Linked DNA regions of Gossypium hirsutum: region 1 is linked to region 2. The links are chromatin contacts, called in public Hi-C maps. All regions are on one chromosome and are shown on one strand. The core of a region is the stretch at or near the end of the contact, and the rest is flanking DNA. Distances in the headings are between cores, read along the strand shown. Region 1 holds the start of LOC107895225 (kinesin-like protein KIN-12F). Region 2 has its middle 32 kb from the start of LOC107895226.

Region 1 (3,169 bases), core at 445-2,944, 78 kb before region 2:
AAATAAACGTACAGAAAGCATTACATTATGTCTAACAAAAGGTCCAGACATTGTTACAAGCATTCAGATTCAGGACGGCAAACTAGACTACTTCAATCCAGTATATACCTCAAGAAAGGAGCAACGACACTGATAATTTGTCTGTCTCCCATCAGAGTTCTCTTGTTCCTACAAAATTTAAACGTGTGAAGCAATGAACTACACTTCCAAACTCCAAAGTCCTAATACTCATTTTCTAATAAAATTCAGAATAAGGAAAACAGAAGAGCATACCCTTTGAATCTCAGAGAACAGCATTTGGAAGATACGAGGAACAATCCCCTGGTGGCTCGCAGGTGAAGGGTCCTCAACCATGGCGCTTGGTGGACCCCACATTGTATAAGTCTTTCCACTTCCAGTCTATTGACAAGTAATTTTGCATAAACCATGGTTACTTTATACACAACTCACCGTCAAATTTTATTGTTATGAATGCTCATCAAACAGATAAAGAGCTTAAAATATATTTATATATTCTAAAGAGTACCTGTCCATACGACAAAACTGAAGTGTTGTAACCAGCTAATGCATTTTTAACCAAAGGAACACCAATTAGTTGAAAGACATTCTCCTGGTAGCCACCAAAAAAATACAGTTTATTATGAGTCAACACACCCTTTTTTTCTAAAAAGGAAAAATATAAATGAAGATATAAAAATTGATTCTGCTGACTAACCTGACTGGAATTTGCATCAAGAACAGAATCGAATGTGAATTTGCGGCCACCGACTGATAAAGAATCTGAAGAAACCTTCGTCACTGTTCGATCCACTTCTTTTTCTTGACCATTTATGGGTCTAATTCTCACTACCACCTATTTGTTCACAAAAAAATATGAAAATTGAGTCAAACTTAAAAAGCAAGTTCGGTTTTCAACTTTGCTAAAGATTGAAAAAACCCAGAAGAAGTTCAAAACCTTGTTTAGAAATATGCTAAAAGCTTTAAAATTATGAGAACTGTGTTGCACTGAAATTGCGTTTACCTTGACGGATGGATCTAAATTCGTCAAATCTCCATTTTGTTCTTCGGATTCAACCATATCTTTCTGCTTAAATTCCAAACAATGGTTCAACATATATCATTTTTTTTAAATAATAATAAGAAGAAGGAAATACTGATGTTGTTTAACTATACCTTGACGGAAGAGTCCATAGAAAGCGAAATTTGGGGATGAGCGTCAGATGGGTTCACGAAGGAGTCAGAAGTAAGCGATTTGGAGAGTGGAGATTTGGGGGAAAACTGAGCAGAATTATTTATTTGAATAATGTTGGGATCTGGTGGAGGAGTGTTTTCAGAGTTGGATTTCTTGATGCTTTTCTTAAGTTTTGATTTAGGAAGCAGATTTCGAAGCGAAGAAGTCGAAATGCTTCCCAAAAACCGGCCATTCTCGGCAACGGCGGCTTCTGCAGTTGATTTCATTGTTTTCACTCTCGTATTTTGGGAGTTTTCAGAAAAAAGAAGAAGGTATAGACAAGAAGAAGAAGAAGAAGAAGAAGAAGAAGAAAGATTTGAGATCTCTGAGAAAGAGAGAGAGTGAGGGACGGCTTCGAATTTGAATTTAAATTTAAATTTGAATTTGTAGAGAAGCAGAAAGAGGGTGATGGGAAGTTTTTGTTTGTGAGAAGCGGATGGAGATGACCGTTGTGGTTTTCGAATTCTTAAATCTTTAGATCTAGCTGTGTGTTTTATTAGCTCCAAATGACCATAATATCCTTCATGGTCATACCCTTTGCTTTTCTCCTTAGGGTCGGTTGTAAAACGTTTTAAAGAAAATATCTTCTCCATATTTTTGTGTTTGGTTCAAATAAAACAATTTGATGAATAGAAAATAAACATTTTTCTTTTATTTTTATTCCAAATTTAACTTATATCAAACTTAATATTATTATATTAATAATAAATTATTAAACATACATATTTAATTATTTATATTTAGTCATATAATAAATTATTAATATAATAATATAATTTATTATTTTAATAAACTATTTAATATTTTAATTTTATTTTAATAATAAATTTTAAATAATATTCTTCACATATTATTAAAAAATTTAATATTAATATTTTAATAATAAATTTTTATTACAATTATAATATATTAATAATAAATATTTTGTAGTATAAAGGTTAAATATATCATAAGTCTATATATTCTTCATAAATTTATAATTTAGTCTCTATAATTTTGTTTTTAAGAATTTAGTTCCTCTATTTTTTAAATTTGAAAATCAAGTCTAATTATTGACATTATTAATTTTTTTTTGTTAATTTTGTTAATGTCACATTTTTAAATAAAAAATACTCACTTGATAGTCATACAACTAAAAAATGACATTATAATGAATCTGAATTTAACAAAATATTTTTAATATATGCAAAAACAATGTAAAATATAAAATTTATAGATATAAAATAAATTCAATTAAACAATAAAAAGATGAAATTCCTATATGAATGTTTATTTCATTGAAAATAGCTTTTATAAAATATTTCTAAGAAATTTGTCAAACAACAAAAAATATTTTATATAAATTCATCCAAAACACTAGAAAATATTAAATTTTTCAAAAAAATAAATTATTTTTTAAAAATTATTTTTCAGAAGTAATTTTCAATAAAACAAATAAACCCTATTATCAAAAGAAAACCAAATGGGGTTCGGTTAAAAGTACTACAGGGGTCCCTTAAATATATTTCAGATTGAATTTTAGTTCTTTTTATTGAAAGAGAGTAAAATAATTCTTCCCTTCAAATACTTATTTTGGTGTTTTGTGTTTAAGAGATAATAGTAATTTTAGTTCTTGATCTTTACATTTTTATTCAATTTGGTCTCTACTCTTTTTATTTAGAGAAATTTAACCTTCAAAATTTTCATTACTGACACGGTATTATAATTCCGAAAATTATGAAAAAGAAATCTCCAAAAAATAAAAAAAAAATCTCTTAAAATATACCCAAATTCATTAAAATACTTGTATAATTTTTTTGAAATTTTTATGTTTTCATTTTTTTTTCATTTTGAAGAGTTTTCCATAATTTTTGAAATAAAAATTTTTATTCATATATTCTTTTTTTAATATTTTTAAATTATTTACTAATATGACATGTAAGATAAAATAGTATTACA
Region 2 (3,210 bases), core at 404-2,903:
GGGAAGCTATAAAGGAACGAGCGAAGAATGTCCATAGAGTGATATCAGAATATGAGAAAGCTTTTGGTCAAATGATTAACTATGATAAGTCTTAGATATATTTCGAGGCAAATGAGTATGAACAAATGAGTATGAAAGTGACAGAAACACTGTAAGTAGTACATTGAGGGTTTGGGTGTCTTTGAATCCTAAAAAATATCTCAGCTTGCCTATGTTGGTGGGGGGGAAATAAAAATGGACTTTTGCGCATTAAGTGGATAGAATTCATAGTAGAGTGGAGAGTTGGAATTTGTGGCTCTTATTTATGGGTAGGAAATAAACTTTGATAAAGTTAGTTTTGCAAGCTCTACTTGTATATGCGATGCGATGTTTTCTTTTTTTCGAAAATTGTGTTTTAAATTAGAAAACGTACTTGATAATTTCTAGTGAAGAACTTCTAAATCGTTAAAAGGCATTCATTAGAGTTCTTGGAGGTATTTATGCCTGCCTAAGTCCGTTGGGGGCTTAGGTTTTCATGATTTAGCATTGTTTAATATTTCTTTATTAGCTAAATAGTGTTGGCACATTTGGCATGTTGTTTTCCGTATATGATTTCTTATCTACGAGATTAGGTTCTTACGCTTCTCTTACCTGAAGAGGCATAATGAGTGCTCGAGGTTTGTTGGAGAAAGGCATGGGCTGGTGCATTGGTGATGGAGAGTCTGTGAATGTTTGGAATGATCCTTGGATTCAAAGACTTGGATATAGTCGAATTCGATATCAAAAAATTTATATAAAGTACACGAGGGTGTCTAAACTAATTAACCATGAACGGGGTACCTGGAATGACACAACCATTTGTGAAATAGAAGTTGAGGATCAATGCAAGCCATTTTGTCTATAACCCTGGCTAGGACAAAACTACCTAGTTCTAGCAGGGGTGAAACCAAGGGGGGTAGGCATGGGCTCCGGCCCCCCCTAAAATGGAAAATTTTCATTTAGGCCCTTTAGATTTTTTTAAAATTTTAAATTAGTAAAGGTAAAATTGTACTTTGGCCCCCCCTAAAATTATAAAAATTCAATTATATCCTTTAAAAATTATAAATATATAGAATATAAAAAATTAAAATTTTCTTCGGCCCCTCCAAAAATTCTTTTCTGGCTTCGCCCTTGAGTTCTAGGATTTGGAGGCTGGACGGATCAGGGGCGTATACTGTGAAGAGTGGTTACAAGGTACTTATACAAGGAAATTCAGAATTACAAAAAGATTCGTCTACTCCTATGACTACCTCCGCAAAGAACTTCTCTCGGATTTATGGGCATTACAACTTCTAGAGAAGATTAAAATTACAATGTGGAAATTCTACAACAATTTTAATGCCTACGTATGCTAACTTAAACAAACGACATATTTCTACTCCTATTCTTTGTCTGTTGTGTCACACAGATTTAGAATCTGTTGACCACCTACTGCGTTTTTGCCCAGTAACAAGCCAGTTTTTGACTTCTTTGCGATTCACTGTGCGCTTTATGTCGAAACATCTAGATTACAAATATTGGCCAGTAGAGGTTTTCCAAACAACAGACGACAGAAATAGAAAGCTGGTGACTCTATCTGTTTGGTCTATTTGGTTTGCACGAAATAAATTAATTCACGAGGGTACAAGTCAAACGTTGAGTGATTTGGTGGTGTTCGTTTTAGGCTACTTGGCTAAAATTGAAGCCCTTGAAATAGTGGGATACCCTAGATGCTCCTCTACGCAAATTCACTGGAGACCACTAGATTTGGATTTTATAACAGTTAACTTTGACTCATCTTTTAATTTACAGGAGAAAACATCCATCTCAGGCATTATTGCAAGAAATGAAAGAGGGCTAGTTATGGGGGCTTGTACTTACCCTCATATTAATATTGCCGATGCCTTTGTTGTAGAAGCCCGGACATACGAGCAGGCGATTTGATTTGCACAGGATATTGGCTTTCGTCGCGTCCAGATTGAGGGAGACTCATTGACGATTATAAAGAAATTCCATGCAAATACAAATGATAGATCAGTTCTTAGCCTGATCTTAGCAGATATCAAACAAAGGTTGGGTTTTTTTTGAGCAAATTACTTTCCCTCATGTTAAAACAGAAGGAAATAATGCGTTCATACCTTGGCCAAGGAGGGGCGCCAAGATCCTGAGGGTCGATTCTGGATCGAGGAAGCCCCGAAGATAGTTGAGCGAGTCGCAAAGATAGACATGGCGAACTGCTCCTTTCTGCATTAGGTTTCTTTGGCTTTAGTTCGTCGGGAATTTTGATTCTTTACTCCGATGAATAAATTGAAGCTCCGCTCTCTTCTGGGTTTTGTTGATGGCTTCATGCATTTCTGTTTTCCTAGAGATTGGAGAGCTTTAGCTGGTTCTGTTTAAGTTTTTTGAGGGAAAATGGTTCTGACGATTGGGTTTCTTTTGCTGCTCTTTCTTTCATTTTCTTGTTTTCTTTGTTTTTGCATTTAATTTGGTCTGCACTTTTCAATATGGTTTGTTGAGTCCCGAAGTTACAGTGTATGAGACATGTTTTGTTTGTTTCCCCTGATATTTTTTTAATGTCAGCTAGTTTCCATTTAAAAAAAAAAATTAAACTTAAATTTTATATGGATGTAATATAACATATATAAAAGGAATGCCCTAAGAGTTTCCTTCTTTTACACCTATCCAATGTTATTTTTTTCCCCTTTTTCCCTTCATTATAAGTATAAATAGTTAAATTTTAATTTTGGTCCCATTATTTTATTCGATTACATAAAAATTGTTTAATTTTATGTAACACTCCTAACTCGTTTCCGTCATTGAATTAAGGTTACGAAATGTTATTGTACAAAACATAATGTTTAAAATTAAAATAGAACAAATAATTCAACTTACGTGTAAATTCCAATATTTCATTCCATTCATAGAAAACATACATATTTGGTCCTTAAATCGAGCTTTCGAGGCCCTAAATACAATTTAAAAACATCATGGGATCATTTTGAAATAAAACAAAAAAATTTAGAAAATTTGAAAATAAGGGTCACACGGTTGTGTGGTTACTTCACACGCTCGTGTGACTACTTCACACGCCCGTGCATGTTGACCGTGTAACTAACTGTGCCCGGGTAATATGTTGTCATACGGCCTTGTGAACAGACTGTGTATCTCACTGTGACCGTGTAGCTCAGGGTCACATGACTGTGTAACTCACTA

Evidence for each region. A called contact is a pair of places that touch in the nucleus more often than the background predicts.
Region 1: a contact with region 2 is called in a Hi-C map of leaf, with 1.8 times the contacts expected there. The contact joins the promoter of LOC107895225 here to the enhancer-like site in region 2. A contact is called at or near these places in 9 of 34 Hi-C or Micro-C datasets (anther, callus, leaf and 2 more).

The regions. Positions count from the first base shown.
Region 1 is chrA13:93,903,148-93,906,316 of Gossypium_hirsutum_v2.1, reverse strand. LOC107895225 (kinesin-like protein KIN-12F) reads right to left here and starts at 1,694. Exons shown (of 16, transcript XM_041085284.1): 1 at 1,174-1,694; 2 at 1,022-1,084; 3 at 716-853; 4 at 527-610; 5 at 274-399; 6 at 109-168. The coding sequence starts at 1,458.
Region 2 is chrA13:93,825,459-93,828,668 of Gossypium_hirsutum_v2.1, reverse strand. No RefSeq gene overlaps it. Among protein-coding and RNA genes, the nearest start is that of LOC107895226, 32 kb to the left of the region's middle. Within about 2 kb of position 1,653, at least 7 of the 9 cell types and tissues checked have an H3K27ac peak or open chromatin away from gene starts, as enhancers often do. A contact at or near this core is called in leaf, where this site is marked.